Linked DNA regions of Rattus norvegicus: region 1 is linked to region 2. The links are chromatin contacts, called in public Hi-C maps. All regions are on one chromosome and are shown on one strand. Each heading gives the region's core, a stretch centred on a gene start, on an enhancer-like site or on the middle of the called end of the contact. The rest is flanking DNA. Distances are from core to core; before and after follow the strand shown. Region 1 holds the start of Agap1 (ArfGAP with GTPase domain, ankyrin repeat and PH domain 1). Region 2 has its middle 110 kb from the start of Agap1.

Evidence for each region. A called contact is a pair of places that touch in the nucleus more often than the background predicts.
Region 1: a contact with region 2 is called in a Hi-C map of kidney, with 2.2 times the contacts expected there. The contact joins the promoter of Agap1 here to the enhancer-like site in region 2. A contact is called at or near these places in 3 of 12 Hi-C or Micro-C datasets (Schwann cells, kidney and mammary epithelial cells) and 1 of 1 datasets of contacts at active chromatin or transcription factors (oligodendrocytes).

The regions. Positions count from the first base shown.
Region 1 is chr9:97,485,364-97,488,727 of GRCr8, reverse strand. It overlaps Agap1 (ArfGAP with GTPase domain, ankyrin repeat and PH domain 1), which reads right to left and starts at 1,322. Exons shown (of 18, transcript NM_001401593.1): 1 at 591-1,322. The coding sequence starts at 753.
Region 2 is chr9:97,374,151-97,377,558 of GRCr8, reverse strand. No RefSeq gene overlaps it. Among named protein-coding and RNA genes, the nearest start is that of Agap1, 110 kb to the left of the region's middle. Within about 2 kb of position 2,093, at least 21 of the 93 cell types and tissues checked have an H3K27ac peak or open chromatin away from gene starts, as enhancers often do. A contact at or near this core is called in kidney, where this site is marked.

The sequences.
Region 1 (3,364 bases), core at 73-2,572, 110 kb before region 2:
GGTTATACTTTGACTTTAATGCAAAACGCCCAGCGTTTGTACAAGGCCAGCCTGATCAGCAGCACTGGGACATGATGCTGCCTCGGTCCCATTGGCTTCCTACATGCGCCAAATCCAAATGCCTCCCCTGTATCCGCGAACTGGGAAAAAAAGACAGCCGTGAAGCAACTGAATAAGCTGGCCAGAACAGCACCCCCAGCAGCAGCGCTTCTCAAAACACATCTTCAACGTCCATGGAAGACGCTCAGGCCAGGCCTGATAACCTGTCATGGATCCTGTGGCGCCATCCCAAGCAGCTGCCCCCAGGCGTCTGCTGGGCCCGGACGGGACATGCGGGAGGCCCAGGACCTGGCGGCACCGTGCCACTTTCTCACAGGAGAGACTCCATTGTCCATTATCAAATGAACGCCGATAATCCATCTTCCCTGGCAGACTGGCCGGCCTTGCGGGACAAGAGGCACCGCAGTGCTCTCTCCGCCGGGCAGCCGCGTGTGTATACACGCAAACACACAAGCGCGCACACACCCCGCCGCGCCAGGGGCGCCCGCTCCCCCGCGCTTTCCAGAAGCCCCGGGCGGTCTGGCCCTCACCTTCGATGGCGATGACGTGCTCCCGAATCTGGTTCTGCAGCACCGGCTCCTCCACGCGCTCCAGCAGCTCGTAGATGGAGTAGATGTTGGGGTGAACCGACTCGAAGCGCTGGATCTCGGCCCGGATGGCAGCCGAGTTGGCCAGCTGCTGCTGGTAGTTCATGGTGCAGGCGCGGCGCCCAAAGCCGCGCGCCCCCCGTCGCCGCCGCCCCGCGCCCCGGAGCCCCGCGGGCTACCGAGACCCGGGGCGCCGCAGCCCCCGGAGAGCACGGAGCCGAGGAGGCGCAAAAAAGAAAGCCGAGGATGAAGCAGTAGAGGGATTCAGTTCATGCCAGGGACCAGCGTCCCGGGTCAGCGGGCCGTCCGGGGAGACCGCGGCGCCATGGAGCGCGGCCGGCCGCGGAGGAGGCTTGCTCGGGCGCCTTCCCGCGCCGCAGCCGCCTGCACCCCTACGCGCCGGCCGGCCGAGCAGCCATTAAAGCGCAGGCAGCGCCGCGCTGCGAGTGCCGGGGCCGAGGCCCCCGGGCAGTGGCCGCTCTGCTCCGGGGCGCACGGCTGCGGCTGGGTCCGCGCGCTTGTGAGCGCTGTGCTACCGCGCGCTCCGGGGCCCTCAGCTGCCTTGCGCCGTCCGCCGAGCCGAGACCGAGCTGTGGGCGCCTTGCCAGCCGCGGAGACCGCTCCGAGCGCCGCCCGCCGCTGCCCGGCCAGCCCCCTCCCTGGCACGCAGGGCTCTGGCCCACGTCGGCCCCGCCCCCGCCCGCGCTCGCCGCCCTCCGGCCGCCGCTGCGTCCTCCGCGGCGCTTCCCAGCGCGCCGGATCCCGGGGAATTGCGCCAGACCCCGCCCCGCGCTGCCTCTGGGCTTGCTGGGACTTGTAGTCCATCGCGCCGACCGGCCCGCGCGCGTGGGGTGCGCTCTGCGCTCGCGTCGCAGCGCACTGGGCGGGCCCCGCGGGATGCCCGGACGCCCCTAAAGCCTGCTGATCTGAGTGCTGAGAGCCCTGGGCCCTCTCTGTTATCCCCACTGCCCCGTGCCAGCCCCAGCGCCTCCGTACGGACAAGGTGGCGCGCGAGCCCGCCCGCCCCGCGCTTTTGTTTGTTTGCCAGCAGAGCGCTTAAGGAACCTCTGCGACACGCAGGGTCCCCTCCCCCGCCTGACAACTTTCTGCCTCCTTTTCTGAACCCAGCAGGCGAGTTACTTCCCTTCCCATGGGATACACGGGGTCCTGATCAAGAAACTGAACTTGAGGCGGGGATGGTAGGTGGGACGGGATTCCACGGGGTCTTCTAGGCTTCTCCACGAAAAGGTTGCACAACTGAGTTGTAGCCTCCAAGCCACAGCCCTCCGAGCGCTCAACACTACCCTACTTTAGCTCAGTCCAGGAGCTCATGAAGCTGGACCGCACTGCAGCTGAGAGGTCATCCCAACGTCTCCGAGTGAATTAGGTTGTAAATTTCCAAGAATTCAGGGTGAGTCCGAGGCCTTAAAGGTCCTAGATCAATGCACTGTGGCAGAGTCCCTGTCTCGCCGTGCAGGGGTGTTTCATAAACATTCAAATGTCCTGTGCCCTACCAGGTTCAAATGTAAGCTAATGGACAGCCCAGGGACCCAGGCAGTCTAGTTCTTGGCTCTTGGAACTCTTCCGGGTTCCAGTATTTGTCAGGTAGGTGTACTGTTCCGCCTTCCTTGTCCCTAACACAACAGAGGCCCTGACTTGTTCTGTGACTTGCCTCTGACTTTGCCCTTAGAGTGACGCTAGTAGAGATACTGGCATGTGGGTTCATCCTACTGTAAGCAATTCGTCCCTACTTCACCTTGAAACCCCAACTCTTTGTGAAGTAGTTCCAGGGCCTCCCCTGCTTCACATCTGGCTTCTCGATCTCTTTGGGGGTTCCTTTGTACTTCCCTAAGCTTTAAATATGGATGACCCTGGGACTAGTCCTTAGACCTGTTTTATTTGCCTCTCTTATGGCTTTGAATACCGTATAGAAGTTGATGAGACTAAATGTTCTGTCCCAAACCTATCTTCTTCACATCCCCCTCCTCTTCACATCCAACTGTTGGGTTGAACATAACTTTTCTCATGTTGGACATCCTGTAGTCTCAGCGCTCAAGAGACCGAAACCAGAGGATTGCTGTGGACTCAAGGTGAGACCCTGCTTTAAAAAAATAAAATAGTAGAGCACTTACCTAGGAAGCGCAAGACCCTGGGTTCGGTCCCCAGCTCCGAAGAAAAAGAACCAAAAAAATAAAATAAAATAAAATAAAATAAAATAAAATAAAATAAAATAAAATAAAAATCGGACATCGTCCCCATGCCTGTGAACCTCTTCCCACCCCAGTCCCAGGCAGTACAGATCTTTGTTCACTGATCTGAAACTGCAGTGTGTGGTCTTTTCTGCTCGTGTCCTCTTAGATCCCAGAACGTCAGCTCTGCCTTTGGACCAGCCAGAATCTGCTCACTTTCTGTCACTCTGCTAAGGCTTAATTATATAGTCTCTGAATTAGTGTTTGAGAACTAACCTAGGCCTTCTTCCTGTTTCCTCACTAACCATTCTCAAGAAAATAATTCTAGTGAGACTCTAAGCCTAAGCCTTGACTCTCCTCTGCTCAAAACCCTCCCTCCTATGCCACCCATCCTCTCTGGCTCCCCCAGCCCTCCTGGCTTACTTGTTTACCAAGAGCTGGGCAGAGTCTCCATTTCCTCAACTTGTGTTGTTGTTTGGTTTGCTTTGGTTTTTCAGGTTGTTTGGTTGGTTCTAGTTTTGGTTTCGT
Region 2 (3,408 bases), core at 844-3,343:
CTGTATTTCAAACTTCTCAGGGGTTTTGAGAGAAGCTGAGGCAGGAGGATCACTTAATCCATGGAGTTCAGGCCAGTCTGGTTCTCACAGTGAGACTCCGACTCCAAATGGAAATGAAACCCAGGCAGCTCCCATTTTTAGCTCCACACTGGTTCAGAGGGATGTGGGGCTGCTGACTGAGTTCTCTGACTCTGAAAAACCAAAGGCCAACCTCTTGTGGCTGTGACCTCTCCTTCCAGTTGTTCCTTCCAGGAACAAAGTCCACCCTGGTGGTTTTAAGAATGAGGCACCTGTTTCCTTTTACTCTGTCCCCAAAAGCCTCCTTTCACAATGACCCCCTAAATCCAAGGACATCAACAAATCCTCTCATGTTTGGACTTTCCCTTTCTGGGTAGCTTGCAGGCCCTCTGTATTGATATTCAGCCCATATGGTGTATGGTCCATCCATGAACAGTCTATGTTTTAGTGATTTTTAGATATCCACAAAGCTATAACTAACCATAGTCAGGTTTTAGAACATTTTTACCACCTCTCCTGGGACTCTAGGCTCCCTCCCGGTCTTAAGGGGATGCTTTAATCTTTCAATACAAGGATGATATTGGCCATGTGTTTTAACAGTTTTGTTTTGCTATTTTTGAGGAGATCACACTTGTGTGATACCTAGTGGAACAGCCATGGGGAAATGAGATATCTTTAAAATGGGTTATCGAGAAGGAAACAGTGGGCTATAAATGTCTTCAGAGCTATCGAAGCTGGACGGCGAGAATAAAAGCCTTCATTGTGCTGACCAGCCTACTTGGTGCTTACTTGAAAACTCTCACAGAGCCCTCCAGACACTGGTTCTCTACTCAGTCTTCAGTCTAAAATTAGGTTAAGGGGTTTAGAGTTGAAGGTATCTTTATTGGATAGAAGTGTGTGTTCAATGCTGAGGCCGACATTCAGCATGGGGTTCCGATGTCCAACGGACCCCACAAGCCGTGCTTTGATATCTCTGTCTCTGAGAAGTTCTGGCTCCTTTATGAACTGGAGGATACAGTGATCAAGTACTCAGGAACACACGTTAGTAAAAGAAATGGTAGTCCAATGCCTCTGGAAGAGAGCTCTGTGTAGGGTCAAGATTCTGTTTCACTCAGCCAATGACACTGGACCTTCAGCAGCTTGGAACTCTGGGTAACATGAAAGAACAGCCCGGACACACCACCAGGTATTTACACACCACTTCCTGGCCGTCTGTGGCTCCCTGAAGGTTTTGGTTTCCTAGCAGAAAGCCTTTAGGTGAAACAAAGCATGTGCTGGGGTCAGAGACAGAATGGACTTTGTGGCGAGGTTAAGTCCAAGACTATATTAAAAGGAGGGTTTAATCCACCTTTAATGTATTTGTCACCATCTTGTCCATAATTAATCTTGGATGTCATTTAAGCATTCGGCGGAAGTGCACCTCTTCTCCAGGGAGTAGAACATGGAGTGGACCCATTAGCTACTCACCTCAGCCATACCTTTGCCTCCCAGGCCATTGTACCAATCCTCAGAGCAACAACCTAGAAAGTGAAGAAAACTAAAACGCAGCCATCCATCCCAGACATCTCTTAGGCAATGTTGTTTAACGACAGGGGAGCAGAAAGGAGTCCTGTTTCCTGGTACCAGTTGGAGGAGTTAACTTCTGACGGAGCCCTGGCTTCTATCTGGGAAACCAGGTCCTCTTCAACAGCCCAAGAAAACAATCAGGTAAACTTTTCAGGTACTCTGGGTAGCCAGGGGATGATCCAGCTCCACTGGCAAGCGTTCAACAATGATCTGAGAATTGCCTTCCTCAGGGGAGGGCTTTGAATCCCACACTCTTAAACTGCTTTGCTTTTGCTGACTGAGTCTGGTAGCTTAGATGTTTTCTTCCTTCTGATTTCTAGCTGCCAATGGCCGAAGACCTGGTTCATAAAAGCTCTGGTGGTGTTTCGTATCAGTGTTGTAACTGGCTTGTGTGAGCAGAGACAAGCTGGCTCCAGCCCATCCCAGCTGTGGGGACCACTCCTTTCCTGGACTCCAGCGGTTCAGAGCAATATCTATAAAGCCTTGCCACCCGCTTCAATGGCACAACAGCGCCACCCTAGGGGAAACAGGGTAGCAACACTGTCCACACCCTTGAAGGAGAGAGTACCTCCCCGTGCCCTGTGCAAACCATATTCACAGATCATGGTCAGCTCCAGACAGCAAGGCAGCAAGGACAGCGACAGTTAGAAAGACGGCTGGCATTGATCAGCAAGAGAAAGGCTGCTAAGCCTCCAAGCACACAGACAGTCCCGGGACAGGCTACCAGAGAGGTCTTGAAACGTTGAGCTTTATTGCTGACACTGAAGATTCCCTGCCCTCCTGATCAGTCCAGTCTGGCAGGTGAGATTAAACATCTCTTTGTTGGAGTTGATGCCCACTCTGTGAAACAATCGCACACGCCACACTTTGTGGGTCACTTCTCACTTCCCTTATTAGAAGCCAAGTGGGTTTTTGATTACTGGACCGAGTCCAGTATCCAGTAGGACAGTGAATGGGGTTTAAGAGGAATAGGAATGTTAATTAGAAGTGAGAGTAGCCTTTCAAACCGGATGAGACAGGAAAGCCACCCTACGTGCTCAACCCAGGGTAAACCTGTTGCCTGGTTGTTGTAAATTAGTTAACTCTAGTTTTTATCTGAAAGCTCACAGACACCCCCACTAAGCACTAAGCAGATGTGCTGTCTACCCCTTGTTAACTTGATACAAAGTAAGGTTTTCCAGGAAGAGGAAACCCCAGTGGAGGGACTGCCTTCACTACACCAGCCTGTGGGCGTGTCTGTGGGGTCATTTTCTTGACTGATGATTGATGTGGGAGGGTCCAGCCCACTGTGGGCGGCACCTCCCCTGTGCTGATGGTTCTGGGTTCTATAAGGAAACATTCTGAGCTGGCCAATAAACAGCATTCTTCCATGGCCTCTGCTTTAGTTCCTGTCTCTAGATTCCTGCTCTGACTTCCCTCAGTGATGGACAGTGATGTGGAAATCTAAGCCAACCAAACCTTTCTCTCCAAAAATTGCTTCTGGTTAGAGAGGAAGCAAATCAATGCAGGAGATAACAAAAATATCCAAAATTGGGATAATTTGAGAAACTGTAGAGAGCCCTTATAGCAATTTTGGTTATTGTAACAGGCCCTCAGACCTCAGTAGACCTCCAGACCTTAGCACAACTGACACCATGATAAAAGCCCCTTCAGACATTGGAACCCAACATGGAGGCCTGTCAAAGCAGAAACAAAGACCTAGTTCACTGCTAACGCAGCAACAGAGGCTACGTCAATGGTCTCAGAATGCGGCTGGGAAAGTCCTTACATATACTAACCGTGCTTTCTGGCTTCTGTTGTTCTGCTTCTTGCTAACTGATATTG